2 separate regions of the Sorghum bicolor genome follow, and region 1 is linked to region 2. A link is a contact called in public HiCAR-type data. All regions are on one chromosome and are shown on one strand. Each heading gives the region's core, a stretch centred on a gene start, on an enhancer-like site or on the middle of the called end of the contact. The rest is flanking DNA. Distances are from core to core; before and after follow the strand shown. Region 1 holds the start of LOC8076045 (DNA-directed RNA polymerase III subunit RPC10). Region 2 holds the start of LOC110434916 (ORM1-like protein 3).

What was found. HiCAR-type assays count read pairs that join an accessible place to other places.
Region 1: a contact with region 2 is called in a HiCAR-type map of leaf, with 3 times the contacts expected there. The contact joins the promoter of LOC8076045 here to the promoter of LOC110434916 in region 2. A contact is called at or near these places in 1 of 4 Hi-C or Micro-C datasets (leaf mesophyll) and 1 of 1 datasets of contacts at active chromatin or transcription factors (leaf).

What each region holds. Positions count from the first base shown.
Region 1 is chr4:62,735,867-62,740,214 of Sorghum_bicolor_NCBIv3, forward strand. LOC8076045 (DNA-directed RNA polymerase III subunit RPC10) reads right to left here and starts at 2,053. Exons shown (of 3, transcript XM_002454447.2): 1 at 1,859-2,053; 2 at 1,649-1,736. The coding sequence starts at 1,972. LOC8073912 (probable N6-adenosine-methyltransferase MT-A70-like) reads right to left here. Exons shown (of 7, transcript XM_002454448.2): 3 at 4,123-4,206; 4 at 3,654-4,003; 5 at 3,070-3,286; 6 at 2,814-2,893; 7 at 2,223-2,713. The coding sequence ends at 2,521.
Region 2 is chr4:62,675,395-62,680,346 of Sorghum_bicolor_NCBIv3, forward strand. LOC110434916 (ORM1-like protein 3) reads right to left here and starts at 2,640. Exons shown (of 3, transcript XM_021459896.1): 1 at 2,113-2,640; 2 at 1,154-1,302. The coding sequence starts at 2,298.

The sequences.
Region 1 (4,348 bases), core at 803-3,302, 60 kb after region 2:
GGTTTTGCACATTATCATGTATATATACATGCATCCAGGTCCAGGCCACAAAGTAATCTAAAGCAGATACAAAGGTAGTTACTTCCCCACCGTTTTCATGAAGAAAAAGGTCCATCCATGTGGTTATATCGTATAAGAGTTAGGCTATCAATCTGATTTCACAAATTGTTCAAACTTCAAACAATATGCCTCCACTGTGGCAAACTTGGGTACGGGGCTAGTAATCAAGTTTAGTGAATGTACTTGGTGTGTTATGTTGGCACATCACTTGTTCAGCTCAGGTCACAGATAAAAAGTGAAGTTACTTAGATGTGTGATGTGTCTAAGAGAAGGCTTCCTCTGTATAGCAACAATCACTAGTGAATTATGGATATTGCATCACATAATATGCTATCTGTCTGCCCTTCAAAATCATTTTCTAGAAGAATTATTTCTTCCATCATGCAAGCGATGACAGGTACATGCCCTATTAGATCACCAGTCACCACACCACCTAAGACTGCAAGCATGACATTCCAACATTTCGACAGTAACAACTAAGACTGCAAGCATGACATTCCAACATTGTGATCTTATGTTAATAAATAGGTATCTCCAAGAAAATTTGCAGCATGTCACAACAAAAATGTTTCAAACATCTGATTTGAATATTTCCTAAAAACATCTGATTTAATACTCCTTGATCCTTGATAAGTAGTGAATATTTTTTAACACAAAATTTTAAGGTTTCAGGTTTCTTATCTGCACTCAGCAGATACAATACCTAATCTGATTTAAGTTTGAAAACTAAAAGTGGGCAGGATGAAGCTAGTAAGAAACATGATATGCTTTGATCTTATCATCTCACCATCTCTCTCTCACCCCCCCCCCCCTCTCCCCTTCCCCTTCTCCTTCCAAAAAGAAAAACGATTCGGTCATTGTCTCCACTGGACACTGTGGCTCAGACTTCGCCAGCTCAGGAGCGGGAGGAATGCTGTCCATCCACCGGCATTTTCTGCTTCCATACCAGTGATGTTGACTCCTTCCTCACCGAGCAAACCCTCTATCCAGTTTCCCTGGATCTGAGGAGGAAGATGAGTAGGAGGATATGAAGCAAGATGAAGAAGACATGGCGCCACGCACAGCAGAGGCAAGATGTTGATCGACACAATGTCTCACCCCATCTTCTCTTGCTTTGGATGTATTCTTTTTTAAGCCAAAGGACCTCTAGCTGATCTGGTTAGAGGATTCCGGCGGCACCCCTCAGGTCCTGAGTTCGATCCCCCTTGGGGGCGAATTTTCAGGCCTGGGGGTAATAAAAATCCCCTCGCTTGTCCCACTCCAAAGTACAGGTCTGTGGCCGTCCCGTCTCACGGGGATGCAGGTGCCGCTGTATATGGGTGGGGCCAGGGTTCGGGGGTTTTTTCGAGCTGCGTGAGAAGTTCTTCTTAATGGAAACCGGTGGGGGACGTAAAGAAAAAACAAAACTCAGCACTACTACAATAGTATTGACTTGCTTTGACTCAAAACTTCAAGGCCAGAGTTCAGAGATGATGCCAACGATGCCCAATGGTTAACAAATAGACAACAAAGCAATCGCCTAGGGAAAGAACCGCATCATACTTCGGAAAACTGAGCAGAGTAACGAAGAGCAGGGCGGATAGCTCACCTGCGGTCTTAGGGGCCGACTTCATCTCGTCCGCCGTGCTGAAGATGGGCTCCACCTCCTTCTTGACCAACCTCGCCTTCTTCACAATCTGCGGCGCCACGAAGGAAAAAAGGAACCGCATCAGACACAGATCGATTCGAGGCAACAGAACGACAGGGAGCAACGAGACAGAAAATGGTTGCAGCGAGGAAGAGGTACTGGGCGATGGACCTTGTTCTGGATGGGGCAGACGTAGGGGCAGACGGAGCAGAAGAGGCGCAGGCGGTGGCTTGCGGTGCCCGGATCGATCTGCAGCAGCATCCCACACACCGGGCAGAATTCCATCGCCCTCCCCCTGCCGCCCTTCTCCGCCGCCGAGCTCCAGACGTCAGCGTGCCCCCGCCGAATAGTCGGGGTTTCCTTTCCGGAGAGGCGGAGACAAAAACCCTGGCTTATTGGGCTTGGCCCGGGTTGTTTGGAACTTTGGACGGATCTCTCAGGCGATGACATCATGGGCCGGTGAGCAACATGAGTGTCAAAAAGATGGGCCGTGGGAGGACACTATCAATTTTTAGACATACATATGCACTTGGAATAAGATTATTGCCCCCACAAAAGAGAAGCAGATTTCCTTTCAATTTTTGGACATACACATGCACTTGGAATTTGGAAAACAAGACAAGATAGGCCCTGATTACATTGGTGGCAATATTTTGCTGGGGCTGTTACAGTGCAATTTTCTTTCACATGATATACTTATGAAACGATCCTCATCAGTAACCAAATACAACTGAGCTGCCTAATTTTACAACAGGGGTAACGCTAACAGTGATGAAAACTATATGATCAGTAGTGGGTCCTGACACGGTGACTTGCAAATAAGTTTGCAAGCATCAGGCGGGCCTCTCGCCACCATCTGGCGCAGCAGCCTTCTGTGAACTACTTTGGTCAACATCCATTGGTGCGCTTGTCCTGGGAGGAGACAGTGGCTGGACCTCAACATCGGGGTAAGCAGCCTTGTACCTTGCTCTCAACCCTTCATCAACAAGCCTTACCCCTTGTAATTGGTTACCCAGTGAAAGCCATCTGCCCAGGAGAAAAATGTAAGTTGAAATATAATAGTGTGCATCTGGTTAGAATGAGACAGAAAACTTGGCCAAGAAGAGAGGCAACGATTAGTCCGCACCCAGCTTGTGTATTATGCATTCTTGCAAACAGTTCCAACTTCCTTGTCCTTGGGCTAATTCGTTCTAGCATTGCGTACATCTGCACAAGGCAGATTTGAAACATCAATCCTGTTCTTGAATGGCACATTTCAAAAGGCAATAAAATCTTAAGTTTTCAGTTTTGCCTTGGGATATATGCAATTTTGTTGGAGGAAAGGCAAGCATCAAACAATGCTTTTGCAAGCAACATATAGTAGCTAAATAAAGATTTAATACCTCATCAGGTTTTCTGCTTGTTTCACGGACTTCAGCAACAATAACATCGGTATCTATATTCCTGTTCACTAAAGGGTTTCCTTTTATTCCAACAAGACAATGTTCTTTGCTGTGATTCAACCAATGGCCAGTGCGGCCAGTTCGAATGATACGTTGAAGTTGATTGGTCTTCACCCAGATAATTTCTTCAACACGCTTGTAACCCCACAACTCCAGACTGAGGATTGAAAAAAAAAAAGCCACAGTGAATAGATTAAAGATATCAGGTTTCCAAATGCAGAAAGTAACATCTAGAGACTCTAGAGGGCCATTGGTCTAGAAAAAGATCAGAAGAGGAGCTAAAAAAATAAAGACATTGTGCTGTAATAAAGTGCACACCAAAGAGTAAAGGAACATTTCTAAAAGTTGTAATGATTTTTGTCAATATGGCACATATCATCTACATTGAGTAACAAGTATATGATATGATTTTATGAAGCATGGAATCAAAACCCTTCAACAGACATTGAGATCTTGTTGGATAAAACATATTGTTAGTTGTCACAGTAAAGCTAAAAAAAAAGGTTCAAAAACAGAAAACTTACCATTCACGCCCAAGTTCCATGGCACGACCAGTGACCCATAAAAAAATCAAACCATCAGTTTGCAAAGCTGGAACATTAAGCGTCCTCATTTCATCATCAGCCATTGTGCCATATGGTAGCTCCATATGAATATCCCAAGGGGGGTCAGCCATAATTACTCCAAACTGTCCTAAGATGTCCATCCTGAAGTTCCGAATGTCACAGTTTATCCATTGCGATTCTCCAAGCTCTATTTCTGAACAATATTCAGCTCTCTGTGGCTTTATTTGCCTAGGTGGTGCGACAGCACCAGCCATCATTTGAGGTACATCTGGTGTTTGATCAAGCTCGTAGTGGACATACTTGCAAGTCTGGACATTGTAGAACATATGTAAGATACATACTTGCAAGTCTGGACATTGTACAATATAGATAGAAAATTCAAACAAATACATGGACATTATATCACAAGAAAGAACACTATGATCACCTTTGTGTGACGGCATGTGTCTAGGAAAGAGCAATCTCCTAGGTTTGTATCAGTATGTGGAGCTATAATACGACGAAAATGGACCTGCTCACAGTGAAACAGAATTACATAAAAATTGACAGTGATACCTAAAAACCATGTGAGAGGGATCCAAGAATTCAATGAATCATAGGAATATAAATGAGAAAATCATATTGTGTGATGTTAATAAAATGATACATTTCCC
Region 2 (4,952 bases), core at 1,390-3,889:
ATCAATTCTCATCTGCTCCCCTACCAGAATCAACTACAATCACTCCATCAAAGAATCAAGGAGTGGACGGTGGACCTCTATCAAACAGGCCCTCGACTATCAGGGAACACGACTCCCTACATAAAGTGAGTTTTTATTTTCTACAAAGCAAGGATAGGGGTTATGGACCATATGTCAAACCTCCAACAACACAGTTGATGAGGATAAACAGTGAGATCTCACTCAATAGTGGACTCATTTGCATTTCTAAATATAAGATATTATTGACAAGTCCAAAGTCATACAGATTATGGTTCCAGTGATTAGTAATGGCCATTGACCTAACAGAGTGGTAAACAGTGAGCTTTCCCACAATAGTGGTCTCAAATGAACTGAAATATAAGAATCATTAAAAAGCCTGGGTTGATACAGATTACAGTTTCCATTAAAAAATACAAGCAATAGAATAATTCTGAATGGAGCATATAGCTGCACCAACTGCAGAATCCTTCTTTAAGAAAAAGCACATGTAGTGGACTAATATACAGATCAAGATGCTACGGAGGATTATGGAATATTCTAATTAAGTCAACCATCACAAAAAATAAGTACACATCAGGGATCAGACAATTCAGCAGTTGCGAAAAAGGGGGAAAAAAAGAACAAGGATTAGGCTACAAAAAACAGAATACTTATATGCATGATCTAATACAATTGAAAGAAACTATACCTGTCATTTAGTATTAATGGAACATAACCATATACTATACTCCCTCTGTCCAGAAATGGTAGTCATATTTGACCAGAGGAAAAGTCATACAAATTAGATTCTAACCTCGATTTCTCATATATGTAGTCAATTGATAGAAAAATTAATATCATCTCAGAGGTACTTTGAATGCAAATCTATTGATGCAAGTTTTTATGCTCTAAACTTGCATATAATTTGACTAACTACTGATCAAAATTATAAACTTGGACTTTTCTTCTAGTCGAATACGACTATCGTTTCTGGACAGAGGGAGTCGTTTAGCGGTTTCAAATATCTCTCATGATATTGCGTTCTGGGTCGACAAAACATTTTGAGTGTAAGTATCACATAATATTTCTCCTAAACATAGCCATAGAGAATGAAAATGAAATTGAACAGAGAAATACGATGGGCAGCACTTACAGGACTACAGGAACAACAATGAGGAACTTCCTATTGCGAGTAAGCTGTTTGCCATTGTCCATTTGTTCCCACCAAGTCAATCCGTTGTACATTCCCTGGTCATCAGCAAAAGGTGTTCCTTTCTTCCAATGGAAAAAGTGGTATGTGATCTGAAAAATAGGATTCACATTCCAGATGGCAAGTGTTATTTGGACAAAGTTGCTTAGAGACATGTTTAACAGATAGTACAGGAAAATTCAAGAAACCAAACCCTGTACCAACAGTACCTAATATGTTCCCTTTGCTTTAGTTTCAATGAAGATAGGGAACATTAAAAACACATATAGGCTAACAAAGTGAGAGTCCTGAGATCAATTTGCAATGTTATTAATCCTATAATGAGGAATTCGTTATCTGAGGCAAAAACATACTAAAAGTGATATGTCAGAGTACATACTACTAGGCAAGCTAACAAAACATGTAGCAACATCATCGGTGCTGATATTCGTGTTATTTGGCCTTCAGACATTACAAATTTACGAACTATGCTTGTATACGATATGCTTTACCCGATTGATGTACACAAAAAAATATATGGTTCTGTTGTTAGCTATATGGTCACCAGAACTAACCAAACTTGAATGCTGAAGTATCCTGAAATTCATATAAGCTAGCAGCCAATGTTCAACTTTACGCGAATTTTGGTGAAGCAATTCTGCCAAGTGGACGCACCGAAACTAACTCCTATCTATATATTGGATGTCCTATCAGTCCAATTGAGGGAGCACGAAGCAAAGCTTTGTACGCAGATAGCATCAGCACATTAACGCCCGCGCTGGACGGACCGAAGCATTGTTTACAGCCTCTGGAGGGGTTCAGATCCATGATCAGAATTTCAGCAGCAAATGGGAACTCCGCACGCACGTACGAGGCGGGAGGGGACGGCTTGGGGCTTGAGAGGAATCGGAAGAGGCGGTTACCGCGAAGTGGAAGAGGTTGACGACGGTCCACGCGGTGCCAGGGGTGCAGCCGAAGACGGAGAGGACGAGGAGCCAGGAGAAGAAGACGATGAGGATGTAGGTCGTCCAGACGCCCGGGTACATGAACCACTCGGTGTTCTTGTTCAGATCCGCGGGCGGGAACGCCTGCACGTACAGCTTCGCCATCCCGGGGCTCCCGAGCAATCCCTAATCGCCGGCCCGCCGGCCTCGACGAACCCTTCCGCCCCCGGCGACGGGAGAACGGCAGGACACGGTGGGGGGACAGACGGGAGCAGCAACGAGCTGTGTGGTTGCGTGCTTGCGGTCCGCTGTGGCGGCTGCGGTGGCGGGATTTATAGGTGCGGGATCGGAGGGGACGAGGAGGGAGGGAGGGAGGGAGGTTGGAGCCGCGGCGTTCAAAGATGGGGGCGAAAAATTAACGAGGCGGTGAGAGGGACGGGTGAGATGGAGGAAGGAAGAGGACGGCGAACAGGAGCGGGCGCGTGGAGAGGAGACTGCCCAAGGAAGAAAACACGACGTCGTCACGGACGACTGGGTCAAAGATGGAGGGAGGCGACTGATTATGGGCTCTCGTGGGCCGGGCACGGTTTCGGCCTGTTTTAACGAGGAGAGATTTACTCGTATGGGCTTGAAAAAAAATGGCTCTTTTTTTATTTTTGAACTTAATCTTGAAATAAATTTTTATTAGTTCTACGGGCTTCCGTCTGTTTTCAGTAGTTAACGGTGTTAAATGAACAATAAAAAGACTGTTCTGCCCCTGGCGTAAAAAATTTGAAGAGTTTTGTTTGTTTGTTATATATTTGGAGTAATATTTAGCAATAAATTCATATATAATAGTAGCAAATATTTGGCTAAAAAATTGTAGAGTTTTGTTTGTATATTAGACTATCTCCAACAATCATCACCCAAAATACAAGACCTATTTGTCCTTTGGGTAGCGCTACAGGTAAAAGGTTCCATAACTATTTTTAATCTTCTCCAACAACAAGATCTAAAAGACAACACTCTCTGCAAATGTGTCTCGAGGAGAGAGGATACCCAAATTTGGGTTATGCCTCTCCTGATACCCAAAATGGGTTTTCTGTATAGGTACTCTGTTGGAGACTATAGTTATTGTGTTGGAGACCCATTTTAGATTTGGGTTCCCAAATAAGTCTCCTGTTGGAGACAGCCTTATGTGTGAATTTATTGCGTGGGGCCGAGGCTGGCACAGACGCATTGGTAATAGAATTTTTATATTTATAAATGTTTTATTGTAAATTCATCTTTCAAAAAAATAAATAGTCCCAACAGAAATTACAGAATTAATACACCCATGCTAATTCATATGTCCAAGTGAACGGATGTAATTTCTTTCTTGCTGTTAATTTTGACGTGCTTTAAAAATTTTAAAAAAAATCCATACGAGCTCGGATCAAGATTTTAGAGAACGATAGAACTACAACTTTATATTTTTATAAATTTTCGTTTTGAAACCATCTTGATTACCAAAAACTCAATATATGTCATTCTTAGAATCTAAACCTTATACTACATCTATTTTAAATTATAAGATATTTTGATTTTTTTAGATACATTATTTTTATTATATATCTCTACATATATGTCTAAGTACATAGTAAAAAGTATATATTACAAAAAAATCTTATCACTTGAAAAGGAGGGATCATTAACTGTTTCGAGTCGAAGGCCGTGGGCAGCGGATGTTTTGATTAAGGGATGTTTTGATTTTTCTATAACTTTTGTTATATACTTAAATATATATATTATGTCTCGTTATATAGCAAATGCTATGAATTAGAAACATCAAAACGCCTTATAATTTAGATTAGATAGTTGTGTCTAACTGTCAGGCCAGTCTCGGTAGTCGCCGAGGCCTAGTGTCATCAAGAATTCGAGTCTGCTCCCTCCTCTTCTGCCAGGCAAAGTTGTCAACCGCAGCCGGTTGATAGAGTCAAGAAGGGCCAGCCGCAAGCGACACTAAAAATATACGGCTTCGTTCCATAACGGTGGGACGGACTATGGAGACTAGTCTAGGTCAATTTCTGGACCGGTTCCTGGACTCTGACTGCCACCAGGATTCGGGCAATGCGTTGATATTCAGTACAGTGCAAATAAAACATTAGTCTAAACCACCGATGCATTCAAGTGGTAGTGAGAGCATCATCGTCTTCCTCCTCATGTCCCGGTCCTCACCACCAGTGGCCACGGGGGTGACAGATTCAGGTCTTGTTTATGGTTTGTTTGGCACATTAGTAAAGTTGTTTTTTTAGAAAATAGTTTTATGAGTAACTTTCTAGATGAAGCTGAGCTGTTTTGGATAAAGTGTTTGGTAAAATAACTTCACCAACTACTTCATGCATAGATGAGAGAGAGAAATGAGGGAGAGAGCTGCAATAAGGTACATTTTTTCAGCTTAATCCCAACTCATGTCTCTATGAGAGAAGAAAAACAGCTTCACCCATGAAGTTGTTTTAGAAATAAGTGTTTGGTATGTTGTGAGCTGTACCAAACATGCCCTTAGTTTCACACCTAAAATTTCTTTACCCTTCACATCGAATCTTCTAAATTGAACAGTTTGTCTATAAATCACGAGACAAATCTTTTAAACTTAATTAATTTATGATTAAATACTAATTATTAAATAAAATAAAATTACTATAGTAGTTAAAACTAAAAACTTTTTTTTTTTGATCAGAACTAAAAACTTTTTGGAACTACGAGAGAGGATTCCGGGCAGTACGTGGCCAGCGCTATGCCGCCATCTACTTCCGCCTCCCGCTTTCTTTCTTTTCTTGGGCCGGGTTTTGGACTGAATG